Linked DNA regions of Mus musculus: regions 1, 2, 4 and 5 are each linked to region 3. The links are chromatin contacts, called in public HiCAR-type and promoter capture Hi-C maps. All regions are on one chromosome and are shown on one strand. Each heading gives the region's core, a stretch centred on a gene start, on an enhancer-like site or on the middle of the called end of the contact. The rest is flanking DNA. Distances are from core to core; before and after follow the strand shown. Region 1 holds the start of Skida1 (SKI/DACH domain containing 1). Region 2 holds the start of Itga8 (integrin alpha 8). Region 3 holds the start of Arl5b (ADP-ribosylation factor-like 5B). Region 4 holds the start of Mindy3 (MINDY lysine 48 deubiquitinase 3). Region 5 overlaps Nebl (nebulette).

The links. Promoter capture Hi-C pulls out the DNA fragments that hold promoters and counts their contacts. HiCAR-type assays count read pairs that join an accessible place to other places.
Region 1: a contact with region 3 is called in a promoter capture Hi-C map of second pharyngeal arch cranial neural crest. The contact joins the promoter of Skida1 here to the promoter of Arl5b in region 3. A contact is called at or near these places in 7 of 39 promoter capture datasets (the 3T3-L1 cell line, the C10 cell line, cranial neural crest and 4 more), 7 of 484 Hi-C or Micro-C datasets (Sertoli cells, cerebellum, muscle stem cells and 2 more), 8 of 115 datasets of contacts at active chromatin or transcription factors (acute myeloid leukemia, astrocytes, differentiating embryonic stem cells and 5 more) and 3 of 9 other capture datasets (adipose tissue, embryonic stem cells and liver).
Region 2: a HiCAR-type map of astrocytes shows a contact between it and region 3, with 6 times the contacts expected there. The contact joins the promoter of Itga8 here to the promoter of Arl5b in region 3. A contact is called at or near these places in 2 of 39 promoter capture datasets (cranial neural crest and pre-B cells) and 1 of 115 datasets of contacts at active chromatin or transcription factors (astrocytes).
Region 4: a contact with region 3 is called in a HiCAR-type map of astrocytes, with 10 times the contacts expected there. The contact joins the promoter of Mindy3 here to the promoter of Arl5b in region 3. A contact is called at or near these places in 2 of 39 promoter capture datasets (hippocampal neurons and pre-B cells), 4 of 484 Hi-C or Micro-C datasets (CD4 T cells and uterus), 4 of 115 datasets of contacts at active chromatin or transcription factors (astrocytes, embryonic forebrain, large pre-B cells and 1 more) and 2 of 9 other capture datasets (adipose tissue and liver).
Region 5: a promoter capture Hi-C map of the C10 cell line shows a contact between it and region 3, with 10 times the contacts expected there. The contact joins the enhancer-like site here to the promoter of Arl5b in region 3. A contact is called at or near these places in 4 of 39 promoter capture datasets (the C10 cell line, cranial neural crest, hippocampal neurons and 1 more) and 8 of 115 datasets of contacts at active chromatin or transcription factors (DN3 thymocytes, acute myeloid leukemia, astrocytes and 5 more).

Annotation. Positions count from the first base shown.
Region 1 is chr2:18,047,046-18,049,745 of GRCm38.p6, reverse strand. It overlaps Skida1 (SKI/DACH domain containing 1), which reads left to right and starts at 1,297. Exons shown (of 1, transcript NM_028317.3): 1 at 1,297-2,700. The coding sequence starts at 1,407.
Region 2 is chr2:12,300,547-12,303,246 of GRCm38.p6, reverse strand. Itga8 (integrin alpha 8) reads left to right here and starts at 1,303. Exons shown (of 30, transcript NM_001001309.3): 1 at 1,303-1,670; 2 at 2,276-2,409. The coding sequence starts at 1,465. E030013I19Rik (RIKEN cDNA E030013I19 gene) reads right to left here and starts at 2,001. Exons shown (of 2, transcript NR_040353.1): 1 at 1,658-2,001.
Region 3 is chr2:15,054,014-15,056,713 of GRCm38.p6, reverse strand. Arl5b (ADP-ribosylation factor-like 5B) reads right to left here and starts at 1,394. Exons shown (of 6, transcript NM_029466.5): 1 at 1,140-1,394. The coding sequence starts at 1,185. It also overlaps a transcript of Nsun6 not described here.
Region 4 is chr2:12,418,193-12,420,892 of GRCm38.p6, reverse strand. It overlaps Mindy3 (MINDY lysine 48 deubiquitinase 3), which reads left to right and starts at 1,433. Exons shown (of 15, transcript NM_024185.4): 1 at 1,433-1,734. The coding sequence starts at 1,641.
Region 5 is chr2:17,364,637-17,367,336 of GRCm38.p6, reverse strand. All of the region lies in intron 24 of Nebl (nebulette), which reads left to right. Among named protein-coding and RNA genes, the nearest start is that of Nebl, 97 kb to the left of the region's middle. Within about 2 kb of position 1,431, at least 74 of the 459 cell types and tissues checked have an H3K27ac peak or open chromatin away from gene starts, as enhancers often do. A contact at or near this core is called in acute myeloid leukemia and pro-B cells, where this site is marked.

The DNA of each region.
Region 1 (2,700 bases), core at 48-2,547, 3.0 Mb before region 3:
GAGCCGTCCCTTTCCTTCCCTTTGCTGCAGAAGGAAGTATCTGCTCCCTGGAATTCGGACCTGTGGACAAGCTTCCAGCTCAGGCCGGTGCTGGGCACTCTAGAATGACCTCACCTCTACTCCAGGCTAGTTAATGGTGAAAAGTGTACTCATCTCTGGCTTATCTGTGCTTTGTTATGGGCCTGACGAGAAACTACCTTCCCCCTGCCCCACTCCTCAGCAAAGAAGCGAAATCCAATTGAATTGTTACATGTTCCTGAGGTGGAGCCTCGAACTGCTTTCTTGGTCAAATAACTTTGTTTCTGGTTGTAAAAGGCATGGGGGGTGGGGGGACTCGAGAGAAATTGCCAACGTAAGTCTGTACTGGGCTGGGTCACCTCAGGGTTTAACTTTAGAGCTCCCAGCCAGTCTCCTCCACTCCCAGAAGGGAAATACCAGGCTATTCTGCACGTTTTCCCTTAAGCTTCATTTTCCAAAGAAAAGAAGGGTGGGGTATATCTATTTGAGCTTGATAATGTTTTTTAAATGCTTTCCTTTGAAACGATAATAGCTGTATCGGTAAAATGCAAATAAAGCAAAAATAGGCAGTATTTCTTTAAAGGGGAATATACGGTTCTCTCTCTCTCTCTCTCTCTCTCTCTCTCTCTCTCTCTCTCTCTCTCTCTCTCTCTCTCTCGTACATACACTGCTTCTGATGAAGTCTGTGAGTCAGGCTGTTTCTGAGCTCCGATAGTTTAATGGAAAGATTTATATACCGGCTGTATTATTTACTTTGGGAGGGGAGGTGGCAGTATAAGGGTATGCTAATTAGTAGGAGATTTTGGGGGGAAGGGGTGGAATATCAATTTTTATTGCATCACCTGTCAGGAGTGTCCAATCAGCGTTGGCTTTAGGGGAATTAATTGATGAAGGTGTCTCCGGACGAGCTCACTTCACTCTGTCATTTTATTTGTAGCTAAAGCAGCGGCGGGAATAGCAGCTGCATTTCTTTTCTCTTTCTCCCTTCACATTCCATTATCATAGTGCTCCAATGGAGAAGGAAGGAGTAGCGGGGCCCAGGTACTGATCCGCATCGAGGACTCAGACCAACACACTGGCAGAGCTGAAACCGGATGGTCTTTTCCCTCTTTTTTAAAAAAACGAAAACCAAAAAAAAAAAAAAAAAAAAAAAAAGCGAGAATCAAGTCAGTGTAATTTCTTGGGGTTTTTCTTCCCCCCCCCCAACCCCCCAGTAATTCGCCTAGAGTTTGGCACTCCCTTCGCCGGGAATAACAGTCTTTGTTATTTTATTAGCAGGATGCCTTGAGACACACGCAGCATCTGGCGGAGGATTAACATACATACATGTGTATGTATGCGTCACGTATATATTTACTGCAAATGGTGGGGATCATTTAGTGCCCGAGATGGGAGACCTGAAGTCAGGTTTCGAAGAGGTGGATGGCGTGAGGCTCGGCTACCTCATCATTAAAGGGAAGCAAATGTTTGCTCTCTCCCAAGTCTTCACAGATCTGCTGAAAAACATCCCGAGGACGACCGTGCACAAGCGCATGGATCATCTGAAAGTGAAAAAGCACCACTGCGATCTGGAGGAGTTGCGGAAACTCAAAGCAATCAACAGTATCGCCTTCCACGCGGCCAAATGCACGCTCATCTCCCGGGAAGACGTAGAAGCGCTCTACACATCCTGCAAAACCGAGCGTGTGCTCAAGACCAAGCGAAGGAGAGTCGGTCGGGCCCTGGCCACAAAGGCGCCGCCGCCAGAGCGCGCCGCCGCCGCCAGCCCCCGCCCGGCTTTTTGGAAGGACAAGCACCAACTTTGGCGGGGCCTGAGCGGAGCCGCGCGGCCCCTGCCAATCAGCGCGCAGTCCCAGCGTCCGGGCGCCGCCGCCGCGCGCCCCGCCGCCCATCTACCTCAGATTTTTAGCAAATACCCGGGCTCCCACTACCCGGAGATCGTTCGCTCGCCTTGCAAATCCTCTTTAAACTATGAAACTGCCCAGCTCCAGGGAAACTACGTCGCCTTCCACTCGGACCCCGCTTATTTTCGGAGCCTGCTGTGCAGCAAGCACCCGGCTGCAGCCGCCGCCGCCGCCGCCGCCGCTGCTGCTGCCGCCGCCGCCGCCGCCTACTACCAGACTGCCGGGCCTCAGCCCAAGGCGGCGACCGGCGCGGGAGGCCCAGTGAGCCTGACTTACCGCTGCAAGCGCAAGCGCGGGGGCGCCAAGAACTGCCTGCTCCCGCCTCACGCCGGAGCCCGGCGCCTGCTGCTGCTGCCCAGATCCTACAAAGCCAAGGCGGCGGCGGCGGCAGCAGCGGCGGCTGCTGCTGCGGCGGCGGCGGCCGGGGCCACTTGCTTGGAGAGGTTTCATCTGGTCAACAGCTTCTGCCCGCCTCCCCACCACCACCATCACCATCACCACCATCATCATCACCATCACCACCGAGCCCAGCAGCCAACGCCGAGTCACCACCCCTCTCATCACCACCGGCCGCAACCCCATCTAGGAAGCTTTCCCGAGAGTTGTAGCAGCGACTCCGAGTCCAGCTCCTACTCCGACCATGCAGCCAATGACTCGGATTTTGGCTCCAGTTTGTCCAGCTCCAGCAACTCGGTGTCCTCAGAGGAAGAGGAGGAGGAAGGAGAGGAGGAGGAGGAAGAGGAGGAGGAGGAAGAGGGGGGCAGCGGGGCCTCGGATT
Region 2 (2,700 bases), core at 54-2,553, 2.8 Mb after region 3:
CTGGTGCCTATCATATTTCTGCTTTGGCTACTTTTGCCTGGATCCCTGGTCTCAGGATCCATCCAGCCCTATTTCAGACCACTCCTTGGATACTCCTTTTCACTACGATCTTGTACATGGTCATCTAATGCTAGGAGATTAGTGCCTTCAGTGTTTCCCTCATCTGCTTCCGGGAGGTCCAAATCTAAGTCTCCTATTCAAATTCTTGTCTACATCTAAATTTGTTTCCAACTTTCCTGAAATTACCCAGAAACAGCTTGCCCCTTCTCTGTCTCTCTCTCTGTCTCTCTGTCTCTGTCTCTGTCTCTGTCTCTCTCTCACACACACACACACGTGTGTGTGTGTATATATATATATATATATATATATATATATATATATATATATATTTAACACAGCCTTCTCAGGCTAGTCTTGAACTTGTTAGGTTAGCCCAGGCTGTCCAACAAAAGATCCTCTTATTACAGCCCCTGCCCCCAAACAAAACAGTGTTGGGATTTCAGGTATGTGTCACCATGTCCCACACTTCTTTGCCTACACTTAAATTCTGTGTGACCTCAGAGTCATGTTGTTTTTTTTATCACCAATCTATGTCCTGAAAAGTTTGTATTTATAAAAAACCATTTATACACACAGTTCTAGTCTGCTCCCTTCACCTTCGGGCTCCTCGAAAGATCAACAACTAGTACTGGTGAGGAAGAGATCCTGTTGTCTCAAACTTTCACTCCCAAGCCCTGCTTTTGAAAACTGTTAACTGCAGCATTTCTGACTTTGCAGTCCTTCATCACAACCTCATAGGATAGAGGTTTATACCAAATCATACAATGTGCCAGAGATGCCCTTGAGAAAGACTGAGAAAACCTACAGGATTTTTGTATTAGTATGTCAGCGGAATAGGAGAGGAAGAGGGTTCTTACATTCCATTATCAAATCCCATTTACTGAGGAAGAAACTGATTTACCCTCAAAGGTAGAGGTGACAGCCATATAACCACTCTTTTCTGGAGTTGGTATACTCTTTTGTATGCTTGTATCCGAGCTGCGCAATATTGGGAAATCATTAAATTCTCGCCGCATATGGAACACCGCTTCTCCAAAACAATGACTTGAGGTGACATCCATAAAATTTAGATGGTCCTTAAACTAGAGACTCGAAATCTAGCGGGCTCAACAGGCACTTGCCCGGTCCTAGACCGCAAGCTCCGTCCTGCAGCCTGAGAACTAGCCGCTAGAGGGCGCGAAGAGCGCGCCGGCCCCAGCCAGGGGCTGGAGAGGGTCGAGCGCGGGATCCGCTGCTGCAAGCCCAGAGCAGCGGGGTCGGCGGGCCGCACAGGGCGAGAGGACTGTCACTGTGGACGCTCCTAGCTCACCGACCCGGGACACCGGCCTCTGGGGAGCGTCAGGCCTTCTCCTCTGGGCTCCACGGCTCCCGATCCCGGGTGAACAGCGTTCGGGAAGGAGGGCGATGTCTGCGGGAACCCACTGTGGTCCCCCGGGGAACCGGGCACCTCCGTTCGCGCGTCTCTGTTGCGTCTCGGCCGCGCTGGGGATGCTGTGGTCCCCTGCGTGTCTGGCGTTCAACTTGGATGTGGACAAGCTCACTGTGTACAGTGGCCCCGAGGGCAGCTACTTCGGCTACTCACTGGACTTCTACATACCTGATGCGCGCACGTAAGTTGCTGGGTTGGGTTGGTGGCTTGGTGGCGCGCGATTCCAGGTCCTGTCTCTGTCTCTCAGAGGTCTCCGCAGCCAGGAGGAAAGGATGTCTGATATTTCAGGCAACTGCCCACTCCGGGTCGGATTCTGCTCTTTGCCTGCTACCAACATCTTTCCTCCTGACTTATGCTAAATAGATGTGCCCATGAATCTGGGATTGGAGATGCTCCACTGGTATATAAGTTCGGATTCAAAGACAAGAGCATTATACAAAGGAGAGAGTGGGGCGGGACAGACTCAGGTCAGTTTTAAAATAAGGACCGCGCAGTCTGTTCCTACGGAATCTCATAGCGCCTTAGGTTGCAGACAGTTGGGATCTGCCTTCCCCATCACAGTCTCCACCTACCTCCACCTAGACAGGCAGAACCATTAGCAGCCTCTTCCAAAACCAGGTTTCTGGTGCTCATAGGCTTCCAAAGAGGAAATCAAGTTTGGCAGTCTTTCCACAATAAACCTGTTTGTGCCTGCCGCTGCTGCCGCAGTCCGGTGGGCATGCTTCTACAGACTGGGCACACGGGTAAATGTTCCCAGAGGAGTGACTTTCTCCAATCTCTTTGCAGAGCCAGTGTCTTAGTGGGGGCACCCAAAGCCAACACTAGCCAGCCGGATATCGTAGAAGGGGGAGCTGTCTACTACTGTCCCTGGCCCTCAGAGAGGTCTGCACAGTGCAAGCAGATACCGTTTGACACCACCAGTAAGTGATGCTAACCTGTAGTGTGGCCCCTGGTTGAAAAGAACCAGAGCCATTCCTCGCGGCAATTTAGTGTTCTTTCCCCCCCTCCTAATGTAAATCTGAGTGTTTGGATGCATCTGGTAACATCCGTTTCCCTACTGTTCAGAGGTGAACACTAGGGGAGGAGGTGCTTGGGACCAGTAGAAACCCACAGCTGTGAGGGGAGGGGAGCACAGGCTTAATACTTGGTTGGCAGAGGCAGGCTGGTGTCTGTGAGTTCGAGGCCGGCCAGAGTTACAAAATAACCTACAC
Region 3 (2,700 bases), core at 145-2,644:
TGGGGGGGGGGGGGTTGATAAAAGGTAATATTGCGTAATTCATTTTTATTTACACAAATTTAATTGTGTAATCAATATATATTTAATTATATGTTGAAATTGTTCTTGACATAGTACTTTTACAATCATTAGAAAATGTTAAGTTGCTGAAAAATAGTGCATGACATTACTGAGAAACATCGCCGGGAGCTTCAGTTTGGACACTCCAAAGTCACTTAAAAGGGAGTATTTATCTGTGGTACTTGCATACACACACATGTGCCAGTGTGCTTGCATGTATTCATAAGCTTGAAAGGGGCTTTTTAAAAATCAGCGTTCAGAACAAGTGAATTAATGCCATTCAAAATGATTTCACGGTTTAAATCCACAAAACAAAGGACCTTAATAATGGCAAAGACTTGGTACCTTCATAAAAACAAAAGTAGTTTATAAATCATGCCCTACAAAATGAAACAAATGGGAACAAAATTTGGTCTTAATACTCAGAAACCATTCTGTTACAAGAAAGACGAAGACTTTATCATTGGACCCCTTTCTGTCTAGTAGTGACTCTTCTCAAGACAGCATTGCTTATTCTGCCTCGGAACAGGTTTTACAACTTCTAGGTAATTCATGACCTGTTCTAGAATAATTACGGCCACGTAACATCTTACACATAACCGAGAGCATTTAGATTTTTTTTTTCACGCCTACGGGGAGGAGGGGAAGCTGTGTGTATGTGTAAAAATTTCAGAAACCCGTGCACCTGAATACTCACTCATTCTAAGTCTTGACGAACAGAAATCAGAGCCAAGTCAGACAACGTGAAGGTGCATTGGCATAGACAAGAGGAAGGTAAACAGTGCAAAACTCCTGTTTCGTGTTAAACAAACGGAAAGTTTTGGGTTCTCGGGGAGACACTTTCTTGGGGCTAATCAGACCTAAAAGATGGTTCGCTGAGACCGGAAAGGCCCGCAAACAGATTGCAGGAATATGTTTTCACCTTGGTTGGCTAAAAGCTGCACACGCGTGGGATTCCTGGCCATCGGGTGCGTCCCCTGCCCGGGCTCCGGGTCCCCAGATCCGAGTTCTACCCCGAACCCTATCCAGATCTCAATCTGGACTTGCCAGCGCCGCGTCCACCCTCCCGCCGGCCTCACCTTGGTTACAAAAAAGGCTCCACAGTTTAGCGAAGATCAGCCCCATCATGAGCCCCGGACGGGACAGACTTCCTGGGCAGCACTCGGCGGCAGGTGCCGCGGCGCCCGCGGTGGAACCGAGGGGAAGCCGATCCGGAGCCGCGGAGCCTCAAGAGTCCAGCGAAGCTTTGGTCCTCCGCGGAGCCGGGAACCGCCGCAGACTCCTTTGTTCGCAGCGCGCTGAGCCCAGCCCCGACCCGTAGTCGCTCGGTCTGCGCCCACCTACCCTGCACAGCCTGGGCTGGCCACGAGCCCCGCCCCCGCCCCGCCTCCCCACCTACGCCCGGGACCACCCATCGCCGGAAGGTCGGCACGTGACGTCGGCGCGCTGACGTCAGCGGGCGCCTGGGACGTGGCGGGTCCTCCCTGTACACTTCCGGTGTGCGGATGGTGGGCGGGCTTGGCGTCTGCGGAGGCGGGGTGTGGCCGATCTGGGGATTTCCTCGGCGCGCGCTCCCTCTCCTGCCACTCTGAAGAAACGCGGACTGAGGTCCAGAGCAGCGGTCATCCCCGAGGCCTGGCCACCGCGTCCCTCGCTGCTGACCGCCTGAGGAACCTCAGCTGGCGCGGTCCTCTGACTGAAGCGGAGGAGTGGGTTTCCGTTCCTGTCCCAGTGTTGGGATTCTAGCGTGATTCTTAATTCTGAATGGAATTGATAGGGACGTGCGTGCTGGAATGCCTGTAGCCAGGGTCCAGTTAAGTTTCTAAAATCAAAGTGCCATCAGTTTGGCCAAGCGTTAGGTGTGGTAGTTAATCTCAAAATCCTTACCAGTTGAAACTGGAAACTTCATAGGCCAGACTAGTCCTTGAGGCCACCTGGCGGGCCCCACATAACCAGAGAAGAAGCCTGCCAGCCTGACCTTGTAACAAGGTAAACTGTCCCATGACCTATTCCAAATAAAACAAATGAGTATAGCTTAAGATGCCCTGCTAGTGGCCGGGCGTGGTGGCGCACACCTTTAATCCCAGCACTCGGGAGGCAGAAGCACGCGGATTTCTTGAATTCAAGGCCAGCCTGTTCTACAGAGTGAGTTCCAGGACAGCCAGGGCTACACAGAGAAACCCTGTCTCGAAAAACAAAACAAACAAAAAAAAGATGCCCTGCTAGTGCTACACTTCAAAGGACAGTGAAGACTTGAAAACTCGGGTACAAGATCACAACAACTTCTTGATACTAAACCATAGCTCCAGCCTCTCCTACAGAGGAAAAGTTGTACTGATCCTGTTCAAACATAGCTTTAATGATCATCCGTTGGACTACAAATTTGAATGAGTTTGTGGTTGCGCAAACTTATCATTTCTACTTTTGGCCTCATTATTAAAAAGCCGACTTAAGATTCTCTAACGCCCTTTTCAGGTTAGAATTTAGAAATTTGAAAGTTTTGCTAACCTGAAGGAAAAGAAACTTACTCTGACTGAAACAAATGATAGATGCTCACAAATACAGTTGAATATTGCCTAAACTAATAAATGCTGATGCATGTACTGATGTTAGGAAAAAATGGAACTTGTTTATACTGTA
Region 4 (2,700 bases), core at 184-2,683, 2.6 Mb after region 3:
GGAACTCACTTTGTAGACCAGGCTGGTCTTGAACTCAGAAATCCATCTGCCTCTGCCTCCTAAGTGCTGGGATTAAAGGTGTGTGCCATCATGCCTGGCATGAATGTAATTTTTTAAAAAATAATATAGAGAATACAAGAGACATTTTTAAAAACTCATGAGGAAGGCCGTGGTCACAACAGGTATTTTTAGCAATCCCCTGGTACTACAGGGAAGAATGCTTTAAAAAAACTATACATTAGGAAACCCTTGTTTTCAAACTGGGTGATTTAAAATGAGTTCATTTATCTTAACTAGTTAACGTGGAACAAGATAAGATATCTGTATTTTGAAATCAGCAAACTATGTGTCTTGAAAAATTACTATATTAAATAGCAAGGTGCCTAAAATGTGAGTCATTGGTGTTGCATCAAATTGCCACAAAATATCTTAATGAATAAAATATCCCTTGTTTTGTGAATATATTCCATATGCCAGAAAGGACCTGGATCCTTTTACACATTTTTTTTCTTTTATACCTCACAATATGTGTAATGGTGATAAGTGTATGGCAATTACTAATTTAGGGAACAACAATCAAAGGTGGAGTGAAGCTAACTTGATATTCAGCATGGAAGAGTCTGGGGTTTTCATGACTCAGAGTCCGACTTCCAAATAAGTATGAAATACTGCATTCCAGAAACAAATAAGCAAACAAACACCCCAATGTCCACAAACTTTTATAATGCACATTTGCCCTTTCCATTCCTAATTGTCAAAGCCAACCAATGAAAATTCTTTTTTAAATGCCACAAATAGTTTTCATACTAAGTATAATGGAATGTTAATCCTTGAATAAAACCTGGGTCTTTAATCCCAAGTACTGCCAACATAGGGGCCTTAAAATTTCGATATGAAATCTGTGCTATTTATCAATTGGTTGGTTTAGGTCAGCTTAGCCCCAGTTAGCTTTGTAATGTGTTATACCTGTAGAGGTATTTTAAATACACAAATGCATTTACAGGTGTAACTAGCTAATGACTTGGTTGGATTTTTTTTTTTTTAAGGTTTATCAAGAGACTGAGGAAGGCAACTTTCAACTCAAGGGTATAGCCCATCCTCTTATAATTCTAGCTTACATAATATTCTAGATTTCAAGGACCAGGTAACAGCAAAAGCCTCAAAGCCTGCTACAAAAGTAGAGCAGAAATCAATTTTTTAAAAAAGGTTAAGAAAAAAAGTAGAGCAGAGTCCAGGAGAGGAGGTCTCAGCCCCCTGGTAGGGCAGTGCAAAAGTCAATAGTCCAACTATCCCCAAACAGGACAGCTCCCAAAAAAAGCCAAAGTCTCCTAGCGTTTAGAGACTCTCTCTCCACTTCTGCTTCCGGGGAAGAGATTTTTTTTTTTTCTCCCAGCCCTCCGCGGGGGCGGGGCTAAAGGAAGCCGGAAGTCAGGCCGCTTCCGGCAGGGGAAACTCCTAGTTGCCGCTTCGCCCGGCTTGACAGGCGGTCTGTGCCGGCAGTGTGCTGCCCTCACCCATCTCGACCTCCCGTTCGCGTCCGACCGCTGCCGTCCCGCTGCCCTTTTCTCGAGCCTCCCCTTCCCTATGTTCCGGGACCGGAGTCCGAGAAGCAAAGACCCACTTCTTGTCCAGTTCCCATCATGTCCGAAGTGACCAAAGAGCTGCTGGAGCTGGTGTGGGGCACCAAGAGCAGTCCCGGACTGTCGGACACCATCTTCTGCCGCTGGACGCAAGGTACCAAGGCAGGGCTCCGTTCCAGCCGCTCAGCTTGGGCTCCGGGAGTCGGGCCAGGACGCCTCTTTCGGTCCCATTACCCCCGCTCCACCATCTCGCCCCGACCCCATCACCTCGGGTACCTGGCGCTTGGCCCCAATGCCCATTCTTCACCAGTACCCGTGCTTGGTCCCAGTAACCACGCTTTAGGCACTCGGGGCACCCGCGTTCTGTCCCAGTAGCTCCAGCCCCTCCGGTCCCCTCACTCCTTCCCTGTGCTCGCGCTTAGTATCCCGGCTTCAGTCCCTCTAGTATCCGCACTCTTTCCCCGTACCAGCCCTTGGTCCCAGTACCCCAGCTGCGGCTGCTCGGCTTCCCGCACTCGCTTTCTTTCCCTGTACCGGCGCTTGGTACTAGTACAACTCTAATCTTCCGGTACTCGCACTCTTTCCTACAGAGTTTGATCCCAGTACCCCTGCTCTGACCACTTTCGGGACTCTGCGCTCAGTTCTAGATCCCGGACTTGATTCCAATAACCCGGCTCAGACACCTCGGGTACTCTGTGTTAGGTTCTATTGCCATTGCTCTGGCCTGTTGGATACCCAGAGCTAGTACCCCTGCTCCAATTAGTGGTTCTCAGCCATCCTAATGTTGTGACCCTTTTATGCAGCTCCTCATGTTGTGGTAACCCCTAATTATAAAAGTATTTTGTATAAAAGTACTTCATAACTGTAATTTTGCTACGGTTACGTAGTAATATAAATATCTAATATGCGACTCCCAGGGGGTCGCGACCCACAGGTTGAGAACCATTGCTCTAAATGGCTTTTGATGAGGAAGAGTTTGAGTGAGAGAGTGTTTACCAAAGAACGCAAGTGCCTCTGCCACTCTGGGCTAACCTGCTGCAGGAGTGAAAGGGGAGGGGCCCTGGGACTGCAATGTGTGATACAAAGAGGGTGCCACTGTTAAGATCATTACATCTCCAGC
Region 5 (2,700 bases), core at 182-2,681, 2.3 Mb before region 3:
TGTTGGCCCGAGTCACTACTTTTTCTTTCCCAAGGCTGTCAAACCCACTGCTGTTAATTGCATATTACCTCCTCTTGCTTTTTCAAATCACTGTTATGTTTTTACTCAAATTATTTCATATAGGATCCATTCCTATCTGAATCTGAATGGAATGAGAAGATGTCTCTGTTGAGAAAAAGTGCAAACAAATATTTTTCCACTTATATAAGATGTTGAAGAATATGGCTAAAAATAACTTATCTTCCTGCCTCAGCCTCCTGTTTATAGACATATATCATGTCATGTAGTTAAGAACTCTCAAAATATTTAATTACATGGATAAAACACTTGCCACATAAACACGAAAAGTTCAATTTAGATTCCCAGAAACCACAAAGACACCCAGTGCGTATGGCAGCGCCTTTGTAACCCCATCCTGACAAGGCAGAGACAGGGCATCTGGGAGCAGGTTGCCTAGCTAGACCAGCCTATATTGGTAAGTTCTGGATTCAAATGGCAGACTTTGCTTCAGTGAATATGGTAAAGAGCTACTGAGGAAGATGTTCAGTTTGTGCTTCCACATACATACTCACGAAAGTACATGAGAACACATATACATGCATGCAAATATACTATAGACATATACACATACAGCCTGTTTGTTTACTTGTTTATTTGTTTCTGTATTTAGATAGTTAGTGAGTGAGCGGTGTTGTAGTAGAATATTGGGCTTCTTGACTGCTAGGCAACCACTCTACTATATACCTAGCCCAGAAACATTATTTCAAATGAAGGTACAGAGGTAGATTTTTGGCTCACAGTGATGGATTACTATAATGAAGAAGGCCTTATGAAGTCAAATTGACTCTTTGGAGATGTATTTATAAGTTTCTGCCATTGGAAGGCAACCATTACAAGGCTAATACAATTTTTCTTTAGGGACACTTCCTAGTTTTTCAGGTAGGCATAGAGGTATGAAACAGAACTTAAAATGTACAAGTAAGTTTGATGACATCAACTCAGGCGATTCAACATCAGAAGGTATCTATGTTTCATGGAAGAGTCTTTAAGACACATGAAAATATGCCCCTGTTTCTATTCATTTTAGGTGAAGCAAAGCATAATGAATGAGATCCACCTTGTTTCTTCAATAGAATAGTGACATACAAACTTCATACATTCAAAACTAGCCTGCGTTCATAAACTAACAAACTATTGTTATGGGTATGAAGTCTTTCGGAGATTTACCATTCTGACCATGAATAAATTTTCATAAATAAGAAGAACATGGATACAGACTAGGTCTCTACCCAAGACTCATACTCAAAATATGACCCTATATTACATTAGTCAGCAGGTTATAATAAAGGCAACATTCACAGAGCTGTGCACTTCCTACCTTTGTGCAATCAGAGGCCAGTATACATCCTGCGAATGTACTTCCTTTCTACATGTGACCAAGCACACATCTTGTGCAACTAAGGGTAACCGAACGTTACAGAAGCAAAAATACGTGGCTTGTTATCTTGCACAAACCACAGCACCAGCATTCCAGGAAGTTATCTATCTGTGGACAAGTGGGGCTTATACGTTAGAGGCATTTTTGTCTCATAGATCTCATAAGCATAGAAATTTAAACTTAAAACCTAGAGCTAGCCATCACATTATCCTATCTCCTGTGAATTTGTACTTCCCTGGGCTTATGACTTGCTAAGTGACAGCTACAGCTTTTCAGGTTGTAGAGCCACCCTCTTTGGAATCATTCTGCATTTTTGTCCTTTATGCCTTCTCTGTGTTGAAGTCATTAGAAAATCCCATCAGCTGTACCATGGCAAAGCTCTCCTGTCGCTGCTCCTGTTGCTCCTCATCTCACTGCTATGAGAAAATCCCTGACCCAGTCGCTGACAGAATGATACAAGGGAGGAGGATTTGTTTTGGCCCAGGGTTTACAAGAGTATACAGTTCATCACGTCAGGAAAGGCATGGTAGTATTATTGGTTGTAGAATCTTGTAACTATGACTCCTCACCTCTTGGCTAACCAGAAAGCAGAGAGCTTGGACCACAAGCAGAGTTCAGTTAAAACTCTCAAAAGCTGCTTCTTCCTGTGACCCACTTTCCCCCTGGGGGCCCTGCTTCCTAAAGCTTCTATAACCTAAAACAGCACCAGAAAAGAAGAACCACTGGGCCTGGGAGACTTTTCAGTGAGTAAAGTTCTTGCTACCTAAGCATGAAGTATGAGAATCTGAGCTCAGATCTCCAGCACCCACATAAAACCTCCAGGTGTGGTGATGCGTGCTTGGAGACTAAGGGCTGGGAAGCCGAGCCTGGAGGACTCAGTGGGCTTGCTGGCCAACCAACCTAGCTAACTGGTAAGCTCCGGGATTCAGTGAGAGCTCTTGCCTCAATAAATACAGTTGAAAGCCACGGAAGAAGACACTTGGCACTGACCCCCGGCTTCCATGCCGGAGACTCTCACACATGCACGCATACACACACAAATATCTTGTGAAGTAAACTTCTCTTGTAGAAGGCCTTGAAGGAAACATTTACCCTTTGGTTTCAGTGTCTTGATGTTTTGATGACATTGAAGCAAAACTGAAAACTTCCTGAGTAGAAACATTCCCAGAGGGTGTTCCCCCCACCCCCACTCACCCACGCCCCCTCCTCCCCCGTGAGGAAGGCCCGTGAGGAAGGGAAGAGATAGCATCCATAGTTTCTTG